Regions from separate parts of the Mus musculus genome. Here region 2 is linked to region 1. A link is a contact called in public ChIA-PET data. All regions are on one chromosome and are shown on one strand. The core of a region is the stretch at or near the end of the contact, and the rest is flanking DNA. Distances in the headings are between cores, read along the strand shown. Region 1 holds the start of 4930417O13Rik (RIKEN cDNA 4930417O13 gene). Region 2 holds the start of Lpcat3 (lysophosphatidylcholine acyltransferase 3).

Region 1 (3,946 bases), core at 1,286-3,785:
TCTGTGATCCCAGCATTCCCTGCTAATGGCAGGAGAGCCAGACATCACCTGGAAGCTCACAGCCAACTGCCTGGAGTGCACAGAGCAGCAGAAACAACAAAAGGGATTCTGAGTGCTCCCAGCTCCTGCAGAGGACCCTGTTTCAGTTCCCAGCACCCACATCAGGTGGCTCCCAACCGCCTGAAACTCCAGTGCCAAGGGATCGAATGCCCTCTTACGGTCTCTGTGGGCACTGCATGCATGTGGGGCACATACAGACAAGACACACATAAGTAAGAACACATTTAAAGCCTGGCTGAGATGCTACACACTTTTCATCTCAGCACTCAGGAGGCAGGAGCAGGCTGATCTCTGAGTTCGAGGCCAGCCTGGTCTACAGAGTGAGTTCCAGGACAGCCAGGGCTACACAGAGAAACCCTGTCTCGAAAAAACAAAAACAAACGAACACACACACAAAATGCAAAAGTTGTCCTCTGACATGTGATGGCATGCAAATGTGCATGTGTATGTGTATGAGTGTGTTTGCACCCCAACACCTTCCCCACACTAATAATAATGGTAACAATAATAATAATACCCCTAAGTGAGTACTTCCTACCACTCCATGCTCTCTGGCCGCTTCCCTTCCTCCCTCAGGTGCTATCTTTTCATATGAGAAGTTTTTAAATCTTGAGTTGTAGTGATCTATTTTTTTCCTTTGTTGCTTATTCTTTTGGTGGTGTACTTAGGAAACTGTCGCCTAATCTAAGGTCACAGAGGTTGCCACCTCTTTCCTTCTAATGGCTTTGTAGTTTTAATTCTTTTTTTCTTTTCTTTCCTTTTCTTTTCTTTTCTTTCTTTTTTTTTCCGAGACAGGGCTTCTCTGTATAGCCCTGGCTGTCCTGGAACTCACTTTGTAGACCAGGCTGGCCTCAAACTCAGAAATCCGTCTGCCTCTGCCTCCCGAGTGCTGGGATTAAAGGCGTGCGCCACCACGCCCAGCCTGTAGTTTTAATTCTTGTATTTCACTGCTGAGCGGTGTCTCAGTGCCTGAAGTCAGAAGAAAACTATTCTTACACTGGAGGGTCTTGGTAACCATCAATTGGCCTATGGCTTGATTTCTGGACTCTCAGTTTTATTCCATTAATCTATGTCCATCTTTATGTCGCTCTCACAGTTTTGATTACAGTTTTATAGTAAGTTTTGACATCAAGAAGTATAAACTCGGAGTGGTACTGTATGCTTATGTAATCCCAGCAGTAAGGTGGCAGAGGCAGGAGGATTACTGTAAGTAAAAGTTCAGCCTGCGCTACATAGCGAGACCTGTCTCAGAAGAGAAGAGAAAGGAAACTGGAAAGAATGAGTTAGTGGGTTTTGATCTTTTCTGAAATAATGTTTTGTTTTTACACTAATTTGTTCACTCATTTTGTGTGTGGTGTGGGTGGGAGTGTGTCGCGGCACGTATGTGGAGGTCAGAGGTCAGTTTACAGAAGTTGATGCTCTCCTGCCACCGTTGGAGGTCCCAGGGATTCAGTTCAGGTAGCCAGGCTTGGTGGCAAATGTCTTTAATTGCTGAACCATCTTTCTGGCCTCTCTAAAGTATTTTGGCTATTCCGTGCCTCTTGAATCGCCGTATGACTTTTAGGATCAGTTTCATTTCTGCAAAAAGGGGCAATTGAAATTTTTATAGGCATTGTCTTGGACTCACTGGTGGGAGTTGGCAGAATTATCACAATAACACAATCAGGTTTTCCAACCCATGAACACCAAATCTTCTGATATATTTAGTACTAAATGCCTTTAAACAATGTTTTGTGACTTTTCATTGTAGAAGTCTTACAATTTATTTGTTGACTTTCTTGGTAAGGTTTTAATCTTTCTGATGCTATGGTAAGTGGAATTCCCCCCTCCCCTAGTTTTTTCTTGTTTTGTTTCTGAGACAGGGTTTCTCTGAAAGAGAGCTCTGCCTGTCCGTGAACTTGCTTTGTCAACCAGGCTAACTTTGAACTCACAGGGAACTGCCTGCCTCTGCCTCCCCAGTGCTGGGATTAAAGATATGCACTCTTGGTTCCTTTGTTTTTTAAATTAATTAATTAGTTGATTAATTAATTAAAAAAAACCAGTGTCTCATGTATTCCAGGATGGCCTCAAATTGATTTTGTGGCTAAGAATGACCGTGAACACCTGATTCTGTCTCTACTCCTAAGCACTAAGTGACACTGTGACACTTCACCCAGCTGATGTCAGGCTACCCGCTGCTTACGTTACTTATTTTTCTATTTAGACAGGGTCTCCTGTAGTTTCTGCTAGCCTCAGCCTGACTCCACGTGTCTCCCTCCCAAGTGCTGGAGGTGGCAGATGAGCGGCACAGTGCCTGGCTGTGTTGACTTTTGAAGAAGGCAGCTGTTTTCTCTGCGGGCAGGAAGGTGGCAGCAGGACGTGTAGGTGTGTTGCTATGACACCGTGTGCTGCTGTTGTCACGTAACTTCTCTGAAGTCATAGATGGCGAGTTAGATTCTGTGACACAAAGGGAAGCGTGTCTGACTAATTATTCCCACACTGCCTTCGCTTCTGAGGGCTCCCTGGCCTGGGAGAGTTTGAGCAGAAGTGTAAGTTTGGGTCTACAGAGCTCTCGATGTCCTGACCCTTCACTCCTGTAGGATTTGGGCTAGCCCCTTCTGAAGGAACAGGGACCCCTTTAGTGGGCACAGGCTGTGGTCATATTTCTTTTCTCTTTTTCTTTTCTAATGTTTTTGAGGTAGCCTAGGCTGACCTCTGAGGATAGCCCAAGTGCTGACACTTCAGGTGTGTGACACCATGCCTGGCTACCGTCACATTTTGTCACATGCCTTTTGCCTGTACTTACTGACTGGAGAGCTGTTTATTCATGCTTTGCCCATGTCAAAACTGGATAACTGATTCTTCTCTTTCACCTACAAGTTAGACCAGGATGGGCATTTTCATGAGCCTATTGCCTAGGGAGGTTTGTAAATGATAGACACAGGCAAGGCGGGGCCAGAGGAGGCTGAGGTGAAAATCCAAGGAAAAATCCAAGAGTCAGTCAGATGGCAAAGAACTGAAGAAATACTGGACCATTGGAGGTATAAATGTCTGTTTGCCCTCTGCTTCTCTGGTTGTTAGTGGGGTGAGCTGCTCAAGGACTTTGAATGAGTCTGTCTGTGCTGTAACCGGGAGGGTGGGTGGATCGGTGCTGATGCTCCTAGGGAGCATGTGAGCAATGGTGTCAGGTACTGAGCTGCGCAGGACGCAGGGCTGGTAAATGTGTCCTGGAACGACTCAGTCACCAGCTCCTGCCTTCTCTGCCAGGCGTGAGAGCAGCATGAGAAGTCAGGGTTCCAGGCAAAGAGTAAAGGAACCCGGGAGGTCAAGGCACGGGGCGGGCAGGTGGAACAGAATATCACCCTTCCTAGGGTTCCCAGTGGGAAAGTGCGAACTTCAGGACGGGCCGTGTGGAGACTTCTGGGGCTGAGACGTGACTAACACATTTCCATGCTGAAGGATGTGGTGGACTGGCAAGGGACTAGAATAAGAGATGACGTGAGTTTCTGTGTGTTTTCTGATCCTTTTTATTATTATTTTTTAAAGATTTACTTATTTTATGTATGTGAGTACACTATAGCTGTACAGATGGTTGTGAGCCTTTATGTGGTTGTTGGTCATTGAATTTTTTTAGGACCTCTGCTCACTCTGGTCAATCCTGCTCGCTCAGTCCCTGCTCGCTTCAGCCCAAAGATTTATTTATTATTATGCATAAGTACACTGTAGCTGTCTTCAGACGCACCAGAAGAGGGCGTCAGATCTCATTATGGATGGTTGTGAGCCACCCCCTGCCAGCTCTGATCCTTTTTATTTTTTAAGACAAGGGCTGTCTGTGTAGTCCAATGACTTAGTACTTACTGCCCAGACCCTTGTCCTCCTGCCTCCTCCTCCTCTCAAGCCCTGAGAC
Region 2 (3,799 bases), core at 166-2,665, 600 kb before region 1:
CCCACAGAGGCACAACCCTATTATTAAAAATAAAGCATTTTAAATTAAAATTTAATTAATTAAAATAATTGCGAGCCAGAGAGATAGCTCAGCGCGTTACAGCACTTGCCAGCACTGAGTTCAATCGTCAAAATCCACATGGCAAAAGACAGAGCAGTCTCCTGAAAGTTGTCTTCTGGCCTTCATGTGTGTTCTGTGGCAAAAACTAGCCCTTCCTCCAACATACCCCAATATATACACAAATAAATGTAAAAAAAAATGCCTTTAAGTATAAATAAAAGGACATATGAAAAGGCAGGAGACATAGCTCAGTGGTCCAATGCTTCCTTAGCACACGTAAAGCCTACGTTCAATTTCCCAGTAAAAAAAAAAAGGGGGGGGGGGGGCTGGAAAAAAGTATAAAATGCCATGGAAGTGTAAGCCATAGCTGAACTTTTTAGGACAAGAACTTGTGAACCCCTTTGTTACACACCCCATACACTGTCACTTTCCCTGGGGTCAATCAGTGGGAAGTGACACTGCATAGGAGGAAAGGGCTCCTATTTTGCTTCATGCCTCTAGTGCTTGAACTTTCATCAGGAACATACATTACTTAAGCCGTGACAAAACTAGCCTAACTGTTAATTAAAGCGGCAAGTGTTAAGTAGGCTCTTTTTAATATAAATAGGCAGATCCTAATTTCATTGCCTCCGGAGAGAAGGTCCGTTTTACTATAGAAAGGGAACTCTGCATAAGGACTAGGGTTGTAGCTCCGGCAGGAGAGCGTGCACGCGGCACCGGTTCGAGTCCCAGTACTTGAACAACCGAAAAGGACCTGCATCGGGAAGAGCTACGTAGCATTAAAGGGTGTTCTTGGGCCCCTGGGCTCCCCCAGAGCCTTCAGGAAAGGGCTGGGAATGCAGGACCCTCGCTCTCCCCCCCTCCCCCGCCCCCGAGGAGACACCGTTAGGGGGCGCTCGTGGGGTGACAGCAGACATTCGCTCCGCTCCGTTACATGCCCCAGTAACCCCAGCGCCGGCGACCGAGAGTAACCTCGCGGTCTGGTGACGCCCCCGCCCCCCCCCGCCCCCCCCCCGCCCCGACTCTCGCCTGCTCCTGTCTCAACCAATGGGAAGGCAGCGAGCAAGCCGGCCGGACACCCGTCCGACCCACTCCTGCCCGGAGCCGTCCGGACCGAGTTGTACTGTCACCTCGCCTCGCGCTCCCGCCTGCTCCAATAGCAGCTGGGTCGCGATCGCAAGCCCCGCCCCGCCCCGCCGGCCCGGCCCGTTTCCCTTCCTCACGGGAGTCACCTTTGCCTTACAAACGCTCGGCCCCGCCCTCTTCCTACCTTGCTGCGCTCGGCCCCGCCCCCGGCTGGCTCGACCAATAATCGGGTGGGTCTAGAGGCTCTGGGCGGGCCCGCAGCCAATGCGCACGCCGTGGGCGGGCCCCCGGCCGGAATTGGGGGTGAAGCCACCGCGTTCTGCCCACATTCGGGGCGCGGAGCTGGGGGTCCCCGGGGGGCGCCCGCAGTTAAGATGGCGTCTACAGCGGACGGGGACATGGGAGAGACGCTGGAGCAGATGCGGGGGCTGTGGCCGGGTGTCGAGGATCTGAGCCTTAACAAGTTGGCGACGTCTCTGGGCGCGTCGGAACAGGCGCTGCGGCTCATCTTCTCCATCTTCCTGGGTAAGGACCCTCCTGCCTGCCTCTGCCCCCTCGTGGAGTCCCAAGGAAATGGGCAGAATGGGGTCTGGGGACAGGACCTGTCTGTCTGCCCCGAACCTGGGACCCAGGAGGGCTTGGGGGTGCGGGTCATCAAGCACACCAGCCAGCTATCGAAGGGAAGACAAGTCTGGTCTCAAGTCTGGGGGCCCGTACCCTCTGAACCTCTTCCCATTTTCTTTGGCCCATACTGTGCCCTTTGGCTCCTCAGTCACCTCCCGCCTTGTCATCGATATGCCGGACTGTGCCCTTGCGACCTATGTCTGTCTGTGGCTCTCAAGAGTTCGACTGTGGCCATGAGTACTACTTATTTGTTATTAACAGCTCCCATCATGCGCTCTCCTTACGAGAGGCATAGGCCCTCGAACTTAAGATATTTTAGCCCTACGGGCCTCCTCTGCCCGATTATTTCATACTATGTCTTCTCGGTCTATTTTGTGTATTGCCAACGTATAGTGTACTTTCATCTCTTTTCTGTCCACTTTCTAGTATTTTCTTGTACCATATTGCTTTCCCCCTTAGCCGCCCACCTGTCATTTACTCTGGAATACATTCTTACACTGGGCTTGGGAAACAGCACTATTAACAACCTTAAAAACTCCATGCTTGTTCCAAGGGACTATTATTCATATGGTTCAAAGGATGTGATGTACCTGAATTTATGTCGCAACAAGCTGTGTTATATATTATATATATATTTTATAGTCTTTTAAAAACCGCACTCTTCGAGGTTTTTTAATACATGAGGTAACGTGGTATGATGGAAAAAGTGTGGACTTTGAAGTTAAAGGAGTCCCACTCTTTACCGTTTGTGAGTAGCAACCACTCTTGTCGCTACTCACAAACGGTAAGACCCCCCAGGCAAGCCATTTAACTGCTCCGCATCTAATTCTCTTATGAGATGAAGACAGCCGTGCTTAGCATTGGATCGCTGTAAAGTCCGGTAAGAATTCTTAGGTCAAGATCAGTGATCAGAGACTCGATTCAGTAGGTTTTTAAGTCCTTGGAACTTTTGGGGAAGGCTGCATAACTTTAACCTGAGAGAGGCGTAAGTAGAGGGTTAACTGTAGGAAGTTTGAGATAAATTGGGTGTGGTGACTTATGCCTTTGCGGCTCAGTGCCCTGGGACTAAGGCAAGAGAACTGTGAGTTTGAGCCTGGGCTAATGGTTTGAGACCCTATTTTTAAAAAGGGGGGGGGGAGGACTGGAGAGATGGCTCAGCAGGTAAGAGCACTGACTACTCTTCTGAAGGTCCTGAGTTCAAATTCCAGCAACCACATGGTGGCTCACAATCATCTGTGATGAGATCTGACACCCTCTTCTGGAGCGTACTTACATATAATAAATAAATAAATAAATAAATAAATAAATAAATAAATAAATAAATGGAAAAAGTTTGAGACAATTGGGCTGAGAAGAATAAATAAAAGAAAAAAAAAGTTGGAGACAATTGGGCTGGGAAGAGTTTAAATTCGAGAAAGAAATGTGGAAGTTATCCTGGAGTCAGCTGAGACATGGACACATAATCACCAGAGGGTGTGGATCCAATCTACAGGATGACTGGAACTTTAATCCATACTGAAACAACCTTGGCTAAAACCATTGTTATTTCATATCATACCAAGGTGATCTTCCTTTGCTCTGATAAAAGTTTTGCTCTTCCTTGGTGGGATCCTAAGATTTTAGAGGTGGAGGGACCTTAGGTTCCGTGGCTGGCTCAATACAGTGTCACTCAAACATCACCCAAATTTATCAGCATCCCACATCTCTGGCTTTATGTACCACCGCAGCTTTGAGCTTGCAACTCTTTGAACCTTGCTTCTGACCCAGTTTGTTGGCGTTGGCGTTGGGGTTGGCAATTAAGAACGCTTGCTGTTCATTAGGTAGGAGGTTTCACATCTGTGTACTGGAAGTCTAAGACGGGAAGCAGTGCATCGTCAGGTCGGCCTGTTAAGTGGAAGTAAGGTTGGAATTAGGACTTGGAATTGTCTTTTGCGTGCTGACATCAAATACCGCCTGGCACTGCTGCTATGCGATGTCACAAAAGTAAGCCTGACGAGGAAATCATCTTCCCCATGTCCCACCCCCCCCC

What was found. ChIA-PET counts read pairs in DNA pulled down with a chosen protein or histone mark.
Region 2: an RNA polymerase II ChIA-PET map of memory CD8 T cells shows a contact between it and region 1, with 5 read pairs. The contact joins the promoter of Lpcat3 here to the promoter of 4930417O13Rik in region 1. A contact is called at or near these places in 2 of 115 datasets of contacts at active chromatin or transcription factors (memory CD8 T cells and pancreatic cancer cells).

Annotation. Positions count from the first base shown.
Region 1 is chr6:125,262,990-125,266,935 of GRCm38.p6, forward strand. 4930417O13Rik (RIKEN cDNA 4930417O13 gene) reads left to right here and starts at 2,536. Exons shown (of 4, transcript NR_015527.1): 1 at 2,536-3,080; 2 at 3,411-3,537.
Region 2 is chr6:124,661,689-124,665,487 of GRCm38.p6, forward strand. Lpcat3 (lysophosphatidylcholine acyltransferase 3) reads left to right here and starts at 1,416. Exons shown (of 13, transcript NM_145130.2): 1 at 1,416-1,671. The coding sequence starts at 1,521.